Regions from separate parts of the Mus musculus genome. Here regions 1 and 2 are each linked to region 3. A link is a contact called in public Hi-C data. All regions are on one chromosome and are shown on one strand. The core of a region is the stretch at or near the end of the contact, and the rest is flanking DNA. Distances in the headings are between cores, read along the strand shown.

Region 1 (2,700 bases), core at 200-2,699, 560 kb after region 3:
CATATGATTTTAAATTATAGTTCTGGTAGTTGTTTTTATCTTGAAACCTATAGAATTTCAATAGGGAATCATCATTTTAAAAATTTTCCCTTCCTTCTTTCTCATTTTTCCAGGAATACCTTGGATTAGCTCTGGCATTGCATGATTTCAATCACTTGCTTAACTTAATGATCGTTTTCTAACTTCATATTCTCAGTTACTGAAAACTAAGGACTACCACTTAATCATATAAAAATATGAGTGCCAATATTTATATTTAGCACATATATGTTTTCAGGTTCATAGGGGAGCTGTCTTGATATATTTATCTTAAATTAAAATCTCATAGGCATAAATATTCTATAATCAAAGATTCCTCAGGAACTAATCCTTTATTAATGACAGGCATTTGGCTGATAGAGCACAAATGTAACTAATACTTTGCCATGAGTGTTTTTACCTCTTAGGTTTACTCCTCTTTATGTTAGAGAACTATGCCAATAAAGCATGCTTGTAGCACTTCTAAGACAGTGCTAAACTTGCCTTTTTTCAAAGAATAAAGTGAAATTTTCTTTTTTAAAAATAATTTTTATTTTTATATCTAACATTATTTAAGAGTTTCAATTCCATCATGTAAAAACCTGTAACAGATTACAATTAGTTGATGATATGTGTACCAATGTAGATGTGTCTACATATACTTATGTAGCTATGTCTGCTTCTGCCTATGTAGCCATCTCCTTTTAAAATATGTATCTATGTAAGGCCTGACCATTCTACCTTCAAATATGGAGCAGGCCACCATTTTAAAGGCATCTTAAATGTGCCTTGTTTCATTTCGCTTATATTTGCTTTGCATTGCAGTCAGTGCCAGCCACTGATGCTGAGAAATGGAAGCAAACAGGAAAACATCGGAGCCAGTTTAATGGTGCTGTGTGTTCTTTATCTAGGTATGATTAAATAATCATAAGAACTTCTCTAAGGGCTAATCTGCTATATTTTCCAGATTTTCACCTTGGGGACATATTGTCCCTTGTTACTGAAACCTCGGGGACAGAAGGGGACGCCACAGGGTGGCACAGCAGGAAGCTGAAACACTGATGAAACAGTGTTCAGTTAATGAAGGCATGGCCCATGGCCTCTGCTGCTCTGCCATATGTTTGAAGAAATGCTAATGACTACAATTCAAATACCTTTTTCATCTTAACTATATGTAAATGTGTTTGTAAATGCTCTCTTATAAATATACGATCACATTTTTAAAAGCCAAGTGCTAATGTTGCTTTAAACATCTATAATACACAATAATTAAAACTTAAGCAATTCTGCTTAATTATACCTTATGGGAAACTGTAATTTATAGAAATTAAGCAGAAAAAAAAACAAAGATCAACAGACGGCAGTTGAACAACTGAATAGTCAAGCGCAATGATCATTCATTTACGGGGGCATAATCATGGTAAGTAGACTATGAGCCTATTCTTACAGAGTTGACCTGTGAAATAGAAGGTGTTCGTGATTTGGGCAACACATGTAGGAAGGAGCACAGCTTGAACGAATTGTGTACGGTTCATATGTCCAGTGAGGTCTCATGCCACGCCCCCAAACCAAGCGTGGTGGTTGGTAGAACACTGCACTGCTGTGATGTTGACATGCCGTGCTCCTGCTTTTCTTTCTTTTCTTCTTTTTTTTCTTAGATATTTTCTTTATTTACATTTCAAATGCTACCCTGAAAGTTCTCTATACCTTCCCCCCACCCTGATCCCCTACCCACCCACTCCCACTTCTTGGCTCTGGCATTCCCTTGTACTGAGGCATATAAAGTTTGCAAGACCAAGGGGTCTCTCTTCACACTGATGGCCGACTAGGCCATCTTCTGCTACATGAGCAGCTAGAAACACGAGAGCTCCGGGGTACTGGTTAGTTCATACTGTTGTTCCACCTATAGGGTTGCAGACTCCTTCAGCTCCTTGGGTATTTTCTCTAGCTCCTCCATTGGGAGCCCTGTGTTCCATCCCATAGATGACTGTGAGCATCCACTTCTGCATTTGCCAGGCACTGGCATCGCCTCACACGAGACAGCTATATCAAGGTCCTTTTAGCAAAATCTTGCTGGCATATGCAATAGTGTCTGGGTTTGGTGGCTGATTATGGGATGGATCCCCGGGTGGGGTAGTCTCTGGATGGTCCATCCTTTAGTCATAGCTCCAACTTTGTCTCTGTAACTCCTTCCATGGGTGTTTTGTTCCACATGATATGCTTATTTGGTAAAGTCTGGGCTCCTTTTTGTCTGACCCATTCCTTGGGTGTGTGGTGCTGAGGAACAATGGTTCGTGTAAAAGAACTGGGAGATACAGAAATGGACTGCCCCACTATTAGGAATGTATTAAAACCACATTAGAGCTCAATGAATTACATCTATGAAACTTCATATAATTTCACCTAAACTACATTCTAATCAGGAGAAATCCCAAGTTTTCACACTCAAAAATCTTCCCTGTAATTGTTCATAGTGGGGTAAAATTAGTTTAATTCAATGGGGTCAATAGACATGTACATTAATAGAGGCAAAGAACTCCTTCTTCTAGCTCTTTTAACTTTTACAATAAGAATGTTTGCTCATCTCTTCATATAGCACCACCCTTCTATAGACAGAAGGGGATTCAATTATTTCCATTACTGGCTGCTGATTTCCTAACCTACTTAGTCCTTGCCTTCTCT
Region 2 (2,700 bases), core at 92-2,591, 540 kb after region 3:
AATTCATCGTTTCTAATGACATCCAGACAACGTCTCTTGAAATATGTTAAGAGTCCTTACCTTGATAGACAGCTATACTGGAGAAGTCAATACATGCTTCAGTAAAAGTGTTTAATTTAAAAAGAAATATTAAAACAAAACATTATATTATATTGAATCACAACAAGAGATATACAAAACAGTATAAACATATATACATTATATACATACACTACATAATGAAGATCAAAACAAGAATGACTAAACCAAATGTGGGAAAGGGAATAAGATGAATCTCAGAGAACTATATGAGGGCTTAAAACTTTATTTTTCATTGCTTTTCCCTTTTACGAAACCAGTTGGTTTTTTACCCCTCACATGATGCATGCTGACTAATGTTTCTGCTCCCTCACCTCTTCCCAATTTCTCCGCAGCTCCTCTTGCATCCACATCCGTCTCATTTCTGTGTCTCAGTAGAAAACAACCAGGCTTCTAAGGGATGAAAAGAAAAGAAAAGAAGAGAAGAGAAGAGAAGAGAAGAGAAGAGAAGAGAAGAGAAGAGAAGAGAAGAGAAGAGAAGAGAAGAGAAAAGAAAAGAAAAACAAACACATCAGAATAGGGAAAAACAAAAATAGAAGGAAAAGAGCACCAGAAAGGGATACAGACAAAAAGACCCACTCATTCACACTCATGAATCACATAGAAATATTAACTGGAAACCATAATATATACACAAAGGTCTTCTATGGAAAATAGAGAAAAAATATAAACTAAACAAAATAAAAATAAACAATAAGATATAAAAAAAAAAAACCAAAACCTGACAACATTGTGAGACAATGAACCTCCAAAGATGCCTGTTGAGTCCATTTTCTGTAGGCCATCTACTGCTGGGCATATAGCTTACCCTTGAGAGTGGTTTGTCTTCCCAGTGAGTCTCCCTTAGAGCAAACTAAAACTTCATTGACAAGTGGTGGACAATTAGAAATAGCTTCTGGGCTAAGGATGGGGACTTGTGTCCATTTCTGTCAGCTCTAAGTCTCTATTTGGTACGGACCTATGCAGGCCCTGTGCATGTTACCTCAGGTTCTGTGTGTTCATATGTTTGTTTATCCTGTTAATTTAGAGAGACATTTTTCTTAGTGTCCTCCCTCCATCCCCTCGGGATCTCAAACTTTTTCCACTTCCACTGGGTCCCCTGAGCCTCAAGGGGAGGATTTAATGAAAACATACATTTAGGGCTGAGTGTTATTATTCTTATTTACATGATGTGTATATTTCTTTGTTGAACTTGTGCATGTGGATGTGGATCCAGGTGTCAGTGGAGGCTAGAGGTATTGGGAAGCCAGGAGGTTTTATCTAGAATTTCAGTTACAGGCATTTGTGAGCCATCTGGTTCTGGTTCTCAGAACCGAACTTGAGTCCTCTGCAAGAGCAGTCTCTCAAGCTCCAATGTGGAGAACTTGTAGTAGTGAAATTCTGTTTAGTTTTTTGACTAGGTAATGAATCCACTGATGTTTTATTTTATTCTATCACACATATATATGCTTCAGATACAGTCATATTATATTTGATAACACTTTTGCTCTACCCTCGCTGAGAGCAAGCTGAAGACTATGGGGATCAATGTTCTGATTCTTTCTGATCTGGAGGGCAGAGGCTCTCAGCTTCCCACTGTGCCGTCTGGCTCATGTCACCCCCATGACCAGGGACAATTCCAGCCAGGTGCCATCTGTTCTGTTGGCACTTGAGGTTGAAGTGAAGCCACACATGTCAACAGAGTCCCACCCTCTCCGGTGCTGGATCTCTGCCTGGGCCTGGCCCGACCAAGATACCCTGGAATCCAATACTATTCTAAATCTACTCTTACACTTTCTTGGAGTCATGCTTTATTAATTTGTTCTTTTCTTTTTCTTTTCCTTTCTAGCCAACACCTACTTGTTTGTTTCTTTTAATACAATGTCTTTTGTTATTCATTGACAATTTCACACATGTAAACAATGTATTTGTCCAACTTCTACTTTCTACTCTCTCTAGTCCCCTCTTATATGTGTCCCTTCCCCAGGTCCTGCCATCTTCTCTTCCTTTCCCTACTTTTCCACCCACTGAGTTTAATTGATGCTGCCTGCTATAAAAATGGTTGATCTCACTGGCTTGATTTTGTGCATATATTGTTCTTAGTGCTATCTTAATTCAATTTGAGCCAAGTCAAGCTGTAGTGGGAGCAGGAAGGCCTGGGTGAGTGATACTCTGAGGATTTTGTTGACACATGCACAACCTATCAAGGACACTGGAGCCTCACACTCAGAAGGATACCAAAATCTTTATGGGTGGGTGAGTTCAAATGTTGAAAGTGTATGCAGAAACTGTCCAGCATAGTAGACTCCTCATGGGTATTTATGTCCTTAAGACTACTTCCCTACAGAATTACTCGATTGCTTAAATAATAGAAACTGCTAGGCAAAGTGCTTTTCCTCACTAATTACTGTAGCTTAGCACCATGGGAAGAGACTGACACTTTAGGCAAGGGACCTAACTGGATAAAACTCAAGAGAGATATTTCTCTGAGTGTATTTCTAATCACTCCAACGACTCATTAGTGTGGAACTTATATGAATGATGGCCCTTAGACTCTGTTTAGTTCACTTAATAATTCTCTGATGAAATACTAACTAAAAGCAGTTCAGGCAGGATAGGGTTTATTTCAGATTACTGTTTGCA
Region 3 (2,700 bases), core at 60-2,559:
CCCTCTCCCGGTTGCTCTGGATACCTGTCCCGCTCTGGCCTCACAGAAAGGCTTTGGAAACTGTTACCGCCTTGTCTGGGGTTTGCAGACTGGCGGGTTACCCACGCTGTGCTCCCCTCTTCGGGTTGCACCCTCACAAAGTCTAGTAGCGTTCGAACGCACCCCTCGCCCGGGCTCTGATACTGTCCTCTCTCAAAGAGGACGCGCGCGGCGCCCTGACTAGGCTTGGGGCAAGCATTGTGTGTGCCCTGGAAGACTACACTTTTCCCTTGGTGAAGCGCAGAGTGGTTTTGTCATAAACTACGCTCTTTCTCGGCGGGTCCGGAGTACCAGGCGCGCACGCTCCCATTTTGATGTTTCCACCATGTTCCATTTAAGGGAAGAAACTTTCAAATAGAAATTGAGAACTGCAGCACATTGCTCAACGGGGCTAAACAGCTGCTGGAAAAGTCCTTTAGTCCCCAGCTCTGGTCCCCGCCAGGGTCTCAAGTGACTTTTAGCACCGTAAAGCCCCGGCCCCACTCCTCCCTGGCTTCCAATTCTTGGTAGGGCAGCGGCTGCAAAGGGGACACATCAGAACTAAGCTCTGTGGGCAGGCAGCTTCAGAGAGATTCTCGCTTCCAAAGGTCCCATCATTGTCCTTGTAACCCGAGCCCTCCCTGCTCTTCCCCCACTTCTTGGTGGAGGAAGTGAAATCTTCAAGTACAGTAAGTGACACCCTCCGCCTCTCTGTATACATAACAAAAGCTCCGGAAACGGCGGGGACGGGGGAGGGGTGCGGGAGGGGGGCATCTGAACTACCAAGTCCTCCCCCACCCCTCTGTGGCCACTGGAGGTTTTTTTCCCTCTCAGCACTCTCCAGGATGAATCTGATTTTTATACTTTCCTCGCCCACTCTGCTACGTACTCCTCCGGATCCTCTCTTCCAGCGCCACCTCTCCTTAGAAGCAGCTTCTCCCGCTTGCTTTCCTTACAATATTTTCATGTCCAACGGACGAAAGGAGATCATTTTTGTTGAAGATGTATTAAAAAAAATCTTATAAGCCCTATTACAGTGTTGAAAATGGAGAAAAAAAATAGCTTGGACCGAAAGCTTCTGAGGAGCAAGGCTGGAGCGTGTGGTGGGTGGACTCCGGGTCAAAGGTAGAGAAAAGGGATTGTGGACACTCGATCTGTACCCCAACCTCTACGACAGTGCTTTAAGGACATAATAATGGACCAAACAACGCTAGGAATGAGAACTGGTTGACTCGATACACTAGGTTTCAGTATCCCTCCGGTTTTAACAAAAACAGCGAGTTAGGAAGGAAGTAGTTTCCCTCGGTGGCTTTTCCTGGGTGCGGACCCTGCGACTTCTCCCAGAGTGGTCGCAAAGGCATAGGGGCGCAGGAGACCCAAGGGAAGGGGCCGAAAGCTGCCTGATTGACAGCCCGAAATCTGATCTTGTGAAAGAGACGTGGAGCCAATGGGAGGCAGCGATCCATCAGTTTGGATTGGAGGCCCCTGGAGGAGAAGTAGAGGAAAAACCACCGAATTCAGCTCTGTCAGAGGCGCTTTCGGCTTCCAAGGGGAAGTGCTGGGCAATAATTAATGTTTTTATTAAATTTGGAGGGAATTTTTTGCAGCCGTTCGCCTAGCGTGGCCTTCAGGTGGGTATTTCCAACAACTTTTTATGTCTCTCCAGATAATTGCATGGTTGTGGGTTGCAAAAACTATTCTTATGAAAGAGGTAGCTCCGTCTCTTTAGTCCCGTTAGGTGAAAAGCAAGTCTCGTTGATCGCCATTGCTAGTTTTGCCCACGTTTGCGAATCAGAGCCGCCTGGGGTACACTGACCGAGCAGGGAGCATCCAGAGTGTAAATAAATACATTGCCTCTTGTTAGGATTTTTGATACGACCGAAAGTATGTAAATTGTGAACTCTCTTGGCTCTCTTTGGATCCAGGTGAAGAAGGCGGCGTAGGGGAGGGTTATTTTTGTGAATGGGGCTGTCGAGGGTAATTAGCTATGCAAATGCAAGAGCTTCATTCATGATTTTTTTTTTTTTAAGCCTAAAAGCCATCTTGTTCCCCTCTAGGTTGATAGAAGTCCAGATCCCGAGGAAATCTCCAGCTAAATGCTCAAAATATAAAACACTGAGCTAATATTTGCGAAGAGGAGCAGAATGGATGGATTTTATGACCAGCAAGTGCCTTACGTGGTCACCAACGTGAGTGATCAGTTCGAAAGTTGCTGTTTATAAACTTGACTTGGACGGGGGTGGGGAGAGCGAGAGATGCGAAGGGAGGGGGCAGGGGGTTGGGACTGCAGACACTTTATCTGCTTTGTTGCCACTGTAGGGCGACTCTGCTTCTAGAAGCCCTATCTACAAAATGAGCTTACCTTTGAGTGATTCGGATAAGGCATAGTTTTGTTTTAAGACCTCTTCTTCTGGTTAATATGTCCACGATGAGTGCAAGAGGAGACGGAGGGCAGCAACAGCTGCACTCAAAGTTTGTGGCTGGGTTTATCTGCCACATTGAAAAGAACGAAGTTGAGACAAATGCTGACAATTTTGTGTTTACATGGGGTGTCTTGGGGGGGGTCTTCCCCCTCCCCTCTCATTTTCTCACTTTTCCCAGTTTTCCTTTGGCTTCTCTTATTACGGGTGGGGGTGCTGTCTGAGAGAATGGAATTCGCTGTTTTAATCTGGAGTTGATTCA

The links. Hi-C and Micro-C count contacts between places; a contact is called where the count stands out from the background.
Region 1: a contact with region 3 is called in a Hi-C map of cerebellum, with 2.9 times the contacts expected there. The contact joins the enhancer-like site here to the promoter of Etv1 in region 3. A contact is called at or near these places in 1 of 39 promoter capture datasets (hippocampal neurons) and 3 of 484 Hi-C or Micro-C datasets (cerebellar granule neurons and cerebellum).
Region 2: a Hi-C map of cerebellar granule neurons shows a contact between it and region 3, with 4 times the contacts expected there. The contact joins the enhancer-like site here to the promoter of Etv1 in region 3. A contact is called at or near these places in 1 of 39 promoter capture datasets (the 3T3-L1 cell line), 3 of 484 Hi-C or Micro-C datasets (cerebellar granule neurons and cerebellum) and 3 of 115 datasets of contacts at active chromatin or transcription factors (astrocytes, bone marrow-derived macrophages and embryonic forebrain).

What each region holds. Positions count from the first base shown.
Region 1 is chr12:39,340,997-39,343,696 of GRCm38.p6, forward strand. No RefSeq gene overlaps it. Among named protein-coding and RNA genes, the nearest start is that of Gm24069, 120 kb to the right of the region's middle. Within about 2 kb of position 1,450, at least 3 of the 459 cell types and tissues checked have an H3K27ac peak or open chromatin away from gene starts, as enhancers often do. A contact at or near this core is called in cerebellar granule neurons and cerebellum, where this site is marked.
Region 2 is chr12:39,315,695-39,318,394 of GRCm38.p6, forward strand. No RefSeq gene overlaps it. Among named protein-coding and RNA genes, the nearest start is that of Gm24069, 140 kb to the right of the region's middle. Within about 2 kb of position 1,342, at least 4 of the 459 cell types and tissues checked have an H3K27ac peak or open chromatin away from gene starts, as enhancers often do. A contact at or near this core is called in cerebellar granule neurons and cerebellum, where this site is marked.
Region 3 is chr12:38,778,773-38,781,472 of GRCm38.p6, forward strand. It overlaps Etv1 (ets variant 1), which reads left to right and starts at 1,310. Exons shown (of 13, transcript NM_007960.5): 1 at 1,310-1,649; 2 at 2,076-2,207. The coding sequence starts at 2,163.